Linked DNA regions of Arachis hypogaea: region 1 is linked to region 2. Evidence: chromatin contacts called from public Hi-C data. All regions are on one chromosome and are shown on one strand. Each heading gives the region's core, a stretch centred on a gene start, on an enhancer-like site or on the middle of the called end of the contact. The rest is flanking DNA. Distances are from core to core; before and after follow the strand shown. Region 1 holds the start of LOC112789968 (putative beta-glucosidase 41). Region 2 holds the start of LOC112789963 (exosome complex component RRP41-like).

The links. Hi-C and Micro-C count contacts between places; a contact is called where the count stands out from the background.
Region 1: a Hi-C map of leaf shows a contact between it and region 2, with 3 times the contacts expected there. The contact joins the promoter of LOC112789968 here to the promoter of LOC112789963 in region 2. A contact is called at or near these places in 2 of 8 Hi-C or Micro-C datasets (both in leaf).

What each region holds. Positions count from the first base shown.
Region 1 is chr3:26,038,214-26,042,921 of arahy.Tifrunner.gnm2.J5K5, reverse strand. LOC112789968 (putative beta-glucosidase 41) reads right to left here and starts at 1,282. Exons shown (of 13, transcript XM_025832167.3): 1 at 861-1,282; 2 at 693-759; 3 at 500-558. The coding sequence starts at 992.
Region 2 is chr3:25,782,602-25,786,672 of arahy.Tifrunner.gnm2.J5K5, reverse strand. LOC112789963 (exosome complex component RRP41-like) reads left to right here and starts at 2,286. Exons shown (of 9, transcript XM_072232647.1): 1 at 2,286-2,470; 2 at 3,017-3,498; 3 at 4,030-4,071. The coding sequence starts at 3,366.

The DNA.
Region 1 (4,708 bases), core at 33-2,532, 260 kb before region 2:
TATAATCATATGTATTTCTCTTGATATTCAACTAATATTACATTTTATAAAATATAATACCAATATTTCATTCAAGAAGGCCAATATTACTTGGAGAAAGAGAAAATAACAGAGGAAAATTATAAAGAATATCACCAAATTGGGAATGATGATAGTGAAAGGTGTGAAAGGCTCTCCTTTGTAACTCTCTACACGTATGTTAGAATATTATGGCATGTGTCACCTATACACATTCGATTTTCCATCTAGCCCGAATTTGGTGAAACGTTATAATCGTTAAGAAAAAAAAGTAATATATATTATTAGTATGGTGGTGGTCTCACTCTGAATTGTTTATCATACCACATTCTAATAATGATTCTAACCCGAGAATTTCTTTCAGAATATTTGCATAATTTCCCACATGCAATTTAATTGAAGGAGCAAGTAATTAATCTGAATAAAGTGAAAGCTGAAGTCAACAAATTAATTAAACTAAATGTATGTTCCAAAGTTTCACCTGAAATCGGTGATATTGATCCACAGCCGTGTCTGCATTACTGAAGTCCAATATTCTTCCTATAATAATAATAATAATAATAATAATAATAATAATCAGAACTTTGAAACCCAGAAATCATATATATAAGCATATAATTAATGTATGTATGACATTATTATGATCAAAATACATGTATATATATTCTGTATACCTGGAATTCTTGAGAAGGTATCCCATATGCTATCTCCTTTGTTTCCTTCATCTACAGCTCCTTCAAACTATAACACCTTAATTCTTAGCTTTTGTTTTATACATTGACACTAAAAAAGAGCAGTACGGTTCACAAATTACATAATAGTGGAATGAAACACATACATACCTGGAAAGCTGAAGAAGCAGTTCCAAAAATAAACCCATCTGGAAAATCTGTTCTGCTTATTGATTCTACCTTCACAGAGAGCTGTGCTATCAGGCACACAAACATACCAATCATAATAATAATAATCTTCATGTGGCTTTATTATTATTATGCGGTGAGAAGTTCAAATGTTTCTTTCTTTCTGTAATTGGTTACGGGTCTTTGTTGTTTGAATGAAGCTATATACATATTGCTTTGTTTCAAATACAGCGAAAAAAAAAAAGAGCGCTATCTGCTGTAAAAATTAAATTAGTGCTATATATACATATGGCTGAGCATGAAATAGCCAAATAGAAGGTGTGTTTTCTTTAGGAACTAGCACGTGTTGGGAGAACACGGATAACGAATTCCGAATTTCTTTTGTGTTTTTCTTATTTCAACTTTCCAGATGAGATACTTATATATAAATCCGGTTTCGCTAAAGAATTCATTAAGGTGAAGCCAATTCCAACCAATTAGTTAAAAAATAGGTCTATTATAAAAATAAAATATATTCTTACTTGACGTTATATTACTTTATTATGACCATATATTAAGAGTAGATCTTCTCTAATAAAAAAAAAAATTAGATGGTATCTAGTATTTAATTTAATTTTTTATTGTTCTTTTTTTATATTTAATTTTAGTTTCACTTATAGAATTAAAAGTAAAAGATCACACTTTATTCTTTCAAGTGTTTTTTCTACTGAAAAGGATCCATTTTCCCATATATTATGATTTAATTAAGAACAGAATGATATTTTAATTTAGAAGAGTGTTAGAAAGTCAGTAAAATTTGTGATATTTAGTCATTAATTAGTCATCATCAATATTTTTAATAGTGTGAGATGACATCTAATGGTATAGAATTAATCATTTTTCTTTTGATGATTAAGTGCTGGTCCCCTAGACTTTTTTTAATTTAAAAAATTTGACCAATTTACAAATAAATTTCAATATATCACCTGATTTTTTTACTATATTTTATAATAAACTATAAAAATGTTAAATCATAGTAATAAATATCATAAAAAAATTTAAGAATATATATTAATTTTAATAAAATAATTGAGATTAAACTTAGAGTAAATAGACAAAAAATATAGACAAAATAATATAAAGAATATAAAAATATATCCAAACAATTTTAAATAAAAATGCTATGAAAATATAAAAAATCACTCAATAAATCAGTTACTTTATATTTGTACATAAATATGCATTAATTTATTTTTAATATATATTTTAAATTTTAATATATATTTTATATTAATAATTAATTTGATGATTAATATACATGACATAATTAAATTTTAAAATAGTCTCGTACACTCTAAATTTGGGCAAGTCAAAACCGCTATGGCTATGTATGGCAAGGACAATTTTAATTTGACTCGTAAAATCAATTTTTGGGATCTATTGAATTATTTTCTAATATTTAGAGTACGGTTTATCTTCTCGTATGTACCTTTTTTCAATTTACTCTTAAATTTATCCTCCAACTCTTATTTGTGGAAAACAAAAAACAAAAAACAAAAAACAAAAAACATAGAATTGAACCACCTAGAGAATTGAATTGACATGCCATGGCACTTTTCGATAAGCATGATATTTTTCTACATTGTCCTTGTTGGAGGAACAATTGGATAAGTGTGTGTGAGAGTGAAGGGATGTGCAAAAAAGAGGCGCAATAGAAAATTCCAAAAGAAGAGGAAACTTGGAACATGAGGAAACTGGCGCAAGTGTACGTCAACGTCAGTTACTGGTTAGTTAAGGTTGCGGGCAAGACACCATTTCGTGTTGTATTCTGAATAATGCCCACTCTTTCAAGGGAGCTTTTCCCCTTTTTATACTACACCTTTGCTTCATTGCTTTTATTTAGAAACAAAACTCTCACTAATTTTCTTTTTCAATATAAACATTATTTAGTAAATTTTATGTTTTTCTTTTTGCTTTTTCGTTTCTCTTGTTAGTTTTCTAGTTGAATCTAATAAACTAAGAGATAATATAAAATTTTATGATTTATTCTCTTTTTACATCTGTGTTTATTAGACGAGTATAAATTATTGTCGTATCATTTGTATAAAATTAGATAATACTATATAAACGAAAATTCAAGTGTTTATATCTTGGACACAAGAATTTTGTTATTTTGCACCTGCATCCCATGTGAGATGAGAAAATAAATGGTATGATAAAACTATGAGGTGAAGTGCATCTGTGCATGTGCAAATAATACAATTTTACATAAGTCATAAGTGTCTCAGACGGAGAGTTTATCCATATTTAACTAAGATTCATATAGTATTGTTTATGAAAGTATAAAACTATTCACAAATAAAAAAATATATTACTAACAATAATAATTTGTCTGAAAAATAAAAATTTGTCAAATAAACTTAAAGAAACTAGATTTGTCTAATAAAATTATCCAAAATAGTAAGTAATCTTATAATGATCTTTCTTAAGTAATTTTTCTAAAGTTTAGAGTTTTATTATATTAGTAATTTTGTCAGCCATTTAAATTTTCAGAAATTATTTTTTATATGGAAATAGAGATGATATTTTTGTTGAATATTGATATTTGAAGTGTATTACAGTATTGTAGAAGTTATTCAACACGTCATCCACATGTTTTAACACGTCCCACGTGTTAGTCAAGATGTTGCCACGTGTGCAATACACCCCCACGTATTGATGTTACCACGTGTCCAACATGTCTCCACGTGTTGACTTCCTATCTGCAAAATTCACCTACCTATAATTTCATCAAATAATCCAATTTTCAACAAAAACACTAATATTTTTTCTATATTAAAAAAAATCAGCCTTAAGTTTTTTATGAATAATTTATGTACTTCGCCTATTATTATTATTATTATTATTATTATTATTATTATTATTATTATTATTATTATTATTATTATTATCTTTGCTTGGGTGTAATTGGATAAGGCTGCACTCCAACTAATTATTGAATTAGCCAATAATGATTCAGCTTTACATTTTTTTATCATTCATATAAAGATTCCGGATTGCATAATCTTAAGTCATATATATTATACTTTTTCGTTGATATTACTCTACTTTAGAAGAATCATGTATGCATGTACCTACCAACTAACCCGGCATAAGAAAACTCTCATAACACTTAAAAAAAATAAAAATAAAAATATATTTTTGTCCTTGAAGATTGATAAAAATTTTAAAAATACTCTTAAGTTTTATTTGAATCAAATATATTCTCAACGGCTAAATTTTTAAAAAATTTAAGATCAATCTAACAATAATGCATGAAAATTATGTTTGATTTACTTGTATTGAGGGTTGTTCTTATAAAATTGTTGTTAAATCGGTTTTAATTTTTTTGAAAAATTAACCGTCAGAAATATATTTGATACAAATTGAAAACTTTTTGGACAAAATTGAAACGAAATAAAACTTAAGGGTATTTTTGAAACTTTTGCAAACTTCAGGGACAAAAAATATACTTTACAAAAAAAAATCACTTTTATTGGTCATTTATTTTACTTTTAGCAGCAATAAAAAATAGTCGTTAATATATTTACCGGCAATTAAAACATTATCCCTCTTATATTTTATCTCTAAAATAATTATAACATTTACCGATAAAGACATTATAGCCGCAAAAAGTATATAACTTTTAGCAGCCATTTTCTTGGCAATTTATATGACCACAAAAAATAATTCTAAAATTGTAATGTTATTCATTTTTAGTGGCTATTACTATTATCACCAAAACTCATTTTACTGACAATTTATATGGCCACTAAAAATAATTCTAAAATTGTAATGTTATTCACTTTTAG
Region 2 (4,071 bases), core at 1,037-3,536:
CTTTCAACTGGCTAATCTGTTATACATTTTTTCAATAATCTCTTGAGCACCTCTTCTGGACACTCTGCCATGTCCTATATCCACCTTGAGATTTTTCCCAATATCGTTGGTGAAACGAATACTGGACACCCCTGTAAAGTGTAAAGGATAGTGTTAGTTGACTTAGATATTTTTGGTTGTTGACTTTCAGTTAGCATTGGCTAAGTCTGAGTCTTGCTGTATGTATATATGGGTTGTGCGCCAGACTTAGAGAAGTAATGCATAATTTCATTTTCTGTTTAGTCAATTTGTAATACAAGAAATCTCTCATTTTTCAGTTTTCAAATTCTGCTTCTCTTCCACTTTTCTGTTTTCCTTCTTTCTTTCTTTTCAATTCTGTTAGAAAGCTTTCATGGTATCAAGAGCTTAAAGCTAAAGATCCATGGCTTCCTCCAATGATGATTCTGACAATTCAATTGTCAATAACAATCTCTCTACCAACACTCAACCCAACATTCTTACATCAATTCCTGCGAATTTCTTTTAACAAAGACCCTTCAATCCAATTGGAGACAAACTTGGAGAAAACGATCACAAGACATGGCAGCAACAAGTAATTTTTGCAATCAAAGATCAGAATCTTGAAAACAATTGAATGACACAAGACCCTTTTTTTCATTTCTTTTACATAGCCACTGCCTTTACAACTTTCATCTTGGGTATCACCATTGCTCAGTTGTTTAAATGTTATCATTCAAAGTTTGCATATCATTTGAGTGCATTTCTAATCTTTCTGTTCTTGCTTGTCCTGCCTCTCTGCTGCCATAAGAGAGGATCTATTCTTATGGAAACTTGCTGAGAGTGAGAATCTCAATGTCATCATTGAGAATCAAGAGAACTATAATAATAACAACAATAATAAGAATAAGGCAGAGCCAGCATCATCAACAACAATGTATGCTTGTTTAAAAAGCATATTGAATAAGCCTGAAAGAGGAGAAGACCACACAATCTTACAAGCACTTTTAAGTGTTGACATGTTTCTGATATTCTTTGTTTCAGCATGTGGGCTTGGTGCTACTTTGGCAGCAATTGACAACCTTGGACAGCTTGGTGAATCTTTAGGGTACTCAAAGATTAAAACTCAGTATTTTGTATCTCTAGTAAGTGTATGGAACTTCTTTGAGAGATTTTTTTCTGGTTTTGCATCTGAGGCATTGTTAGGACTATACAAGTTACCAAGGCCATGGTTGGTAACAATTTCTCTATTCATCTCAGTATTTGGTCATGTGGCAATTGTGCTTCACAATGACAATGGACTATTGGACTATACATAGCAAGTTTCATAATTGGATTCTGCTTTGGTGCTCAAATTCCATTGATTTCAGTCACAATATCTGAGATTTTTGGCCTGAAATACTATGGTGCATTGCTGAATTATTGGCACCTAGGGAGCCCTATATGTTCTTATCTGATGAATGTTTTGGTTGGTGGGGCTTTATATGATGCAGAGGCTAAGAACCAACTCAAAAAAATTGATCATAGTGTTAGTTTGAATGAGGAGGTGGCAGAATTAGTATGCATTGGAATGAATTGTTATATTTTCACTTCTGTCATTTTTGCTACTATCATACTCTTTGGTGCTTTTGCTTCACTTGTTTTGGTGAAGAGAACAAGTGAGATCTATTAGGAAGATATATAAGAAGTTGAGAGAGAATCATAAACAAGACCTTGTATAGTTGTAGAATTTGTATTCTCATGGTAGCTAGCTTAGGTAGTTTGTATGTATGTATTTAGAACCTAGCTAGGAGTAAATTTCCATGAATATGCTACAACTTGGTTTTGTTGTGCTATCAAGATATCAAGATTCTTATGTTCATACAAATACAATTCCATGAACAAAGACAACAGATGGTAAAAGATTATGAAAATAACTTTTTTCTCCTTATTTTGATAGGTGTTCATACCCTGGCCCAATAACAAAGGTCCAGGCCCAAATAAAAGGCCTAGTCCAAAGGATTAAGCCTAGCTAAGTACCGGCCTTCACATAAGAAGTCGGTATCAACCACGACTTACTTTAAAGAAGTCGGGCATGAGATTAGCTGGCAGATAAACACTCATTCAAATGAGTAACCGCCCCTAAAATCTCTCTAACCGCTCCATAAAGCCATATCTTAACCTCCCTAAGATAATGGGACGGTTAACACCCTAAAGATACGGCACTACTCCAACGGTGGTTATTGGCTCACCACTATAAATACACTGACACCCCTCAGGTATCTCTAAGCCCAATACTCTCTAGACCTGCTCACACTCTTGCTAACTTAGGCATCGGAGTGTCTTTGCAGGTACCACCCCCCATTCACTCACGAGCACAAGTCGGACGGAGTCTCCCGAGTTGCACACTCACACGGAAACCTCCTCCTTCACACATACGGGCCAGCCAGCGCTATCCATTCAGACAATCTCTGGTTACCCACAGTAACAATAGGTATTAGAACTATAAAAAATATTTTTTTGTGTTTTATAGAGTTTAATTTTAATGCATTATCAGTATAAAATATTTTATATATTCATCTAATAACATTTATTTTTTATGATTATTCACACTATCAGTATAAAATTTAATTATTTTTACCTATATAACATTACATAATTTAATATATTTGTAAAATTATTTTACATTAACAGTATATTAAAAATTAAACGATACATTTTTTTAAAATTTTTTATAGTATAAAAGATAAATTTGTTTTATCTTTTCTTACTCTTATCAATTAGTTTTTAAACTAAAAATAATATATATATATATATATATATGTATATATATCATTCGTCTAAAGACTATATTATGAGAATACAATGAATACATATTGCTACATTATTCATTAAAAAAAACTAAAAAATATTTATGGGTTCGAAGTTGAATTTAATACTTAAATAGTCATTTGACTCATTTTTGCTTTTTGTCATAATTCTTAAAACCGGTCCGATGGGTGCTCCAAAAACGACGGCGTTTTATAATTAAAAAAAAAAGAATTTTAGTAACCCACTCTCACCTGAGAGAACTGAGAAGACTAGTAGCCCTAGCAGTAGCAGCAGCCATTCACCCCCACCTTCTCCATCACCGAACTGCTCACGTCGGCCATAGGGTCCCGTCGACGCCGGTGTCGTCAGAGAACCCTCACGTCGCCACCAAGCTCCCACCGCATCTGCTCTGTCGCGCTCCTCTTCCCTCTGTTGGCTGATTTTTTTACCTTTTTTCAATTTTGTGAAAAAAGAAACGGAAAAGGCAAAAGGGAAAAAGAAACAAAACAACACACAGTTTGTGTGCGTGTTTTTGTGTTCTGACTTTTCACTGCACTGGTCACCGCCGTTTGGAGACAATGGCCGGCAAAGCCGGAAGCGCTCCGGCGACGTACTCGCCGTCTCCGACTACTCAGAAGAAGAAAACTTCCCTTTTCCAAGAAGACTGGGTCCGACCTGATGGCCGCGGCTTCCACCAGTGCAGACCTGCTTGTAACCCCTGCCACCTTCCATTTCCGTTTATTTTTTTAATTATTATTATTATTTCAATCCAAACCTTAGTCTTTGAGAACATGTTTCGGTAATAATCTTTTGTTTTTCTTCATTAGGTGTAACTGAAAATGTTTAATGATATTCCTTTACAATGGATACATGCTGAATTGTAAGGTGTATTGTATTGTATTATATTGTATTGTGTGTTATGTTGAATAATTGAAGTGTTGATCATGGTATGATTAAAGTGAACATTACATTATCATAAAGAATGGTGTGTGCTGGTAGTGGAGCAGAAACAATTTGTAAATAAATATATGAGATGCACTCACTTGAGCTTATGGTAAACTACTTAACTGCCAATGTAGACTTCTGAGTTTTTGGAAATTTGAAATTTGATAATGTATGTCTCTTCAGAATCTTTTGCTTGGTTTTCATCTTTTCGATATCTCATTTGAAGCATTGTTTAACGGGCATCGGATGATTAATGTAGCTGATTCCCCCTAATGGGAAAATGCTTGCATGTTGCAGTTTTCAGGACTGGTGCTGTGAATGCTGCATCAGGATCAGCCT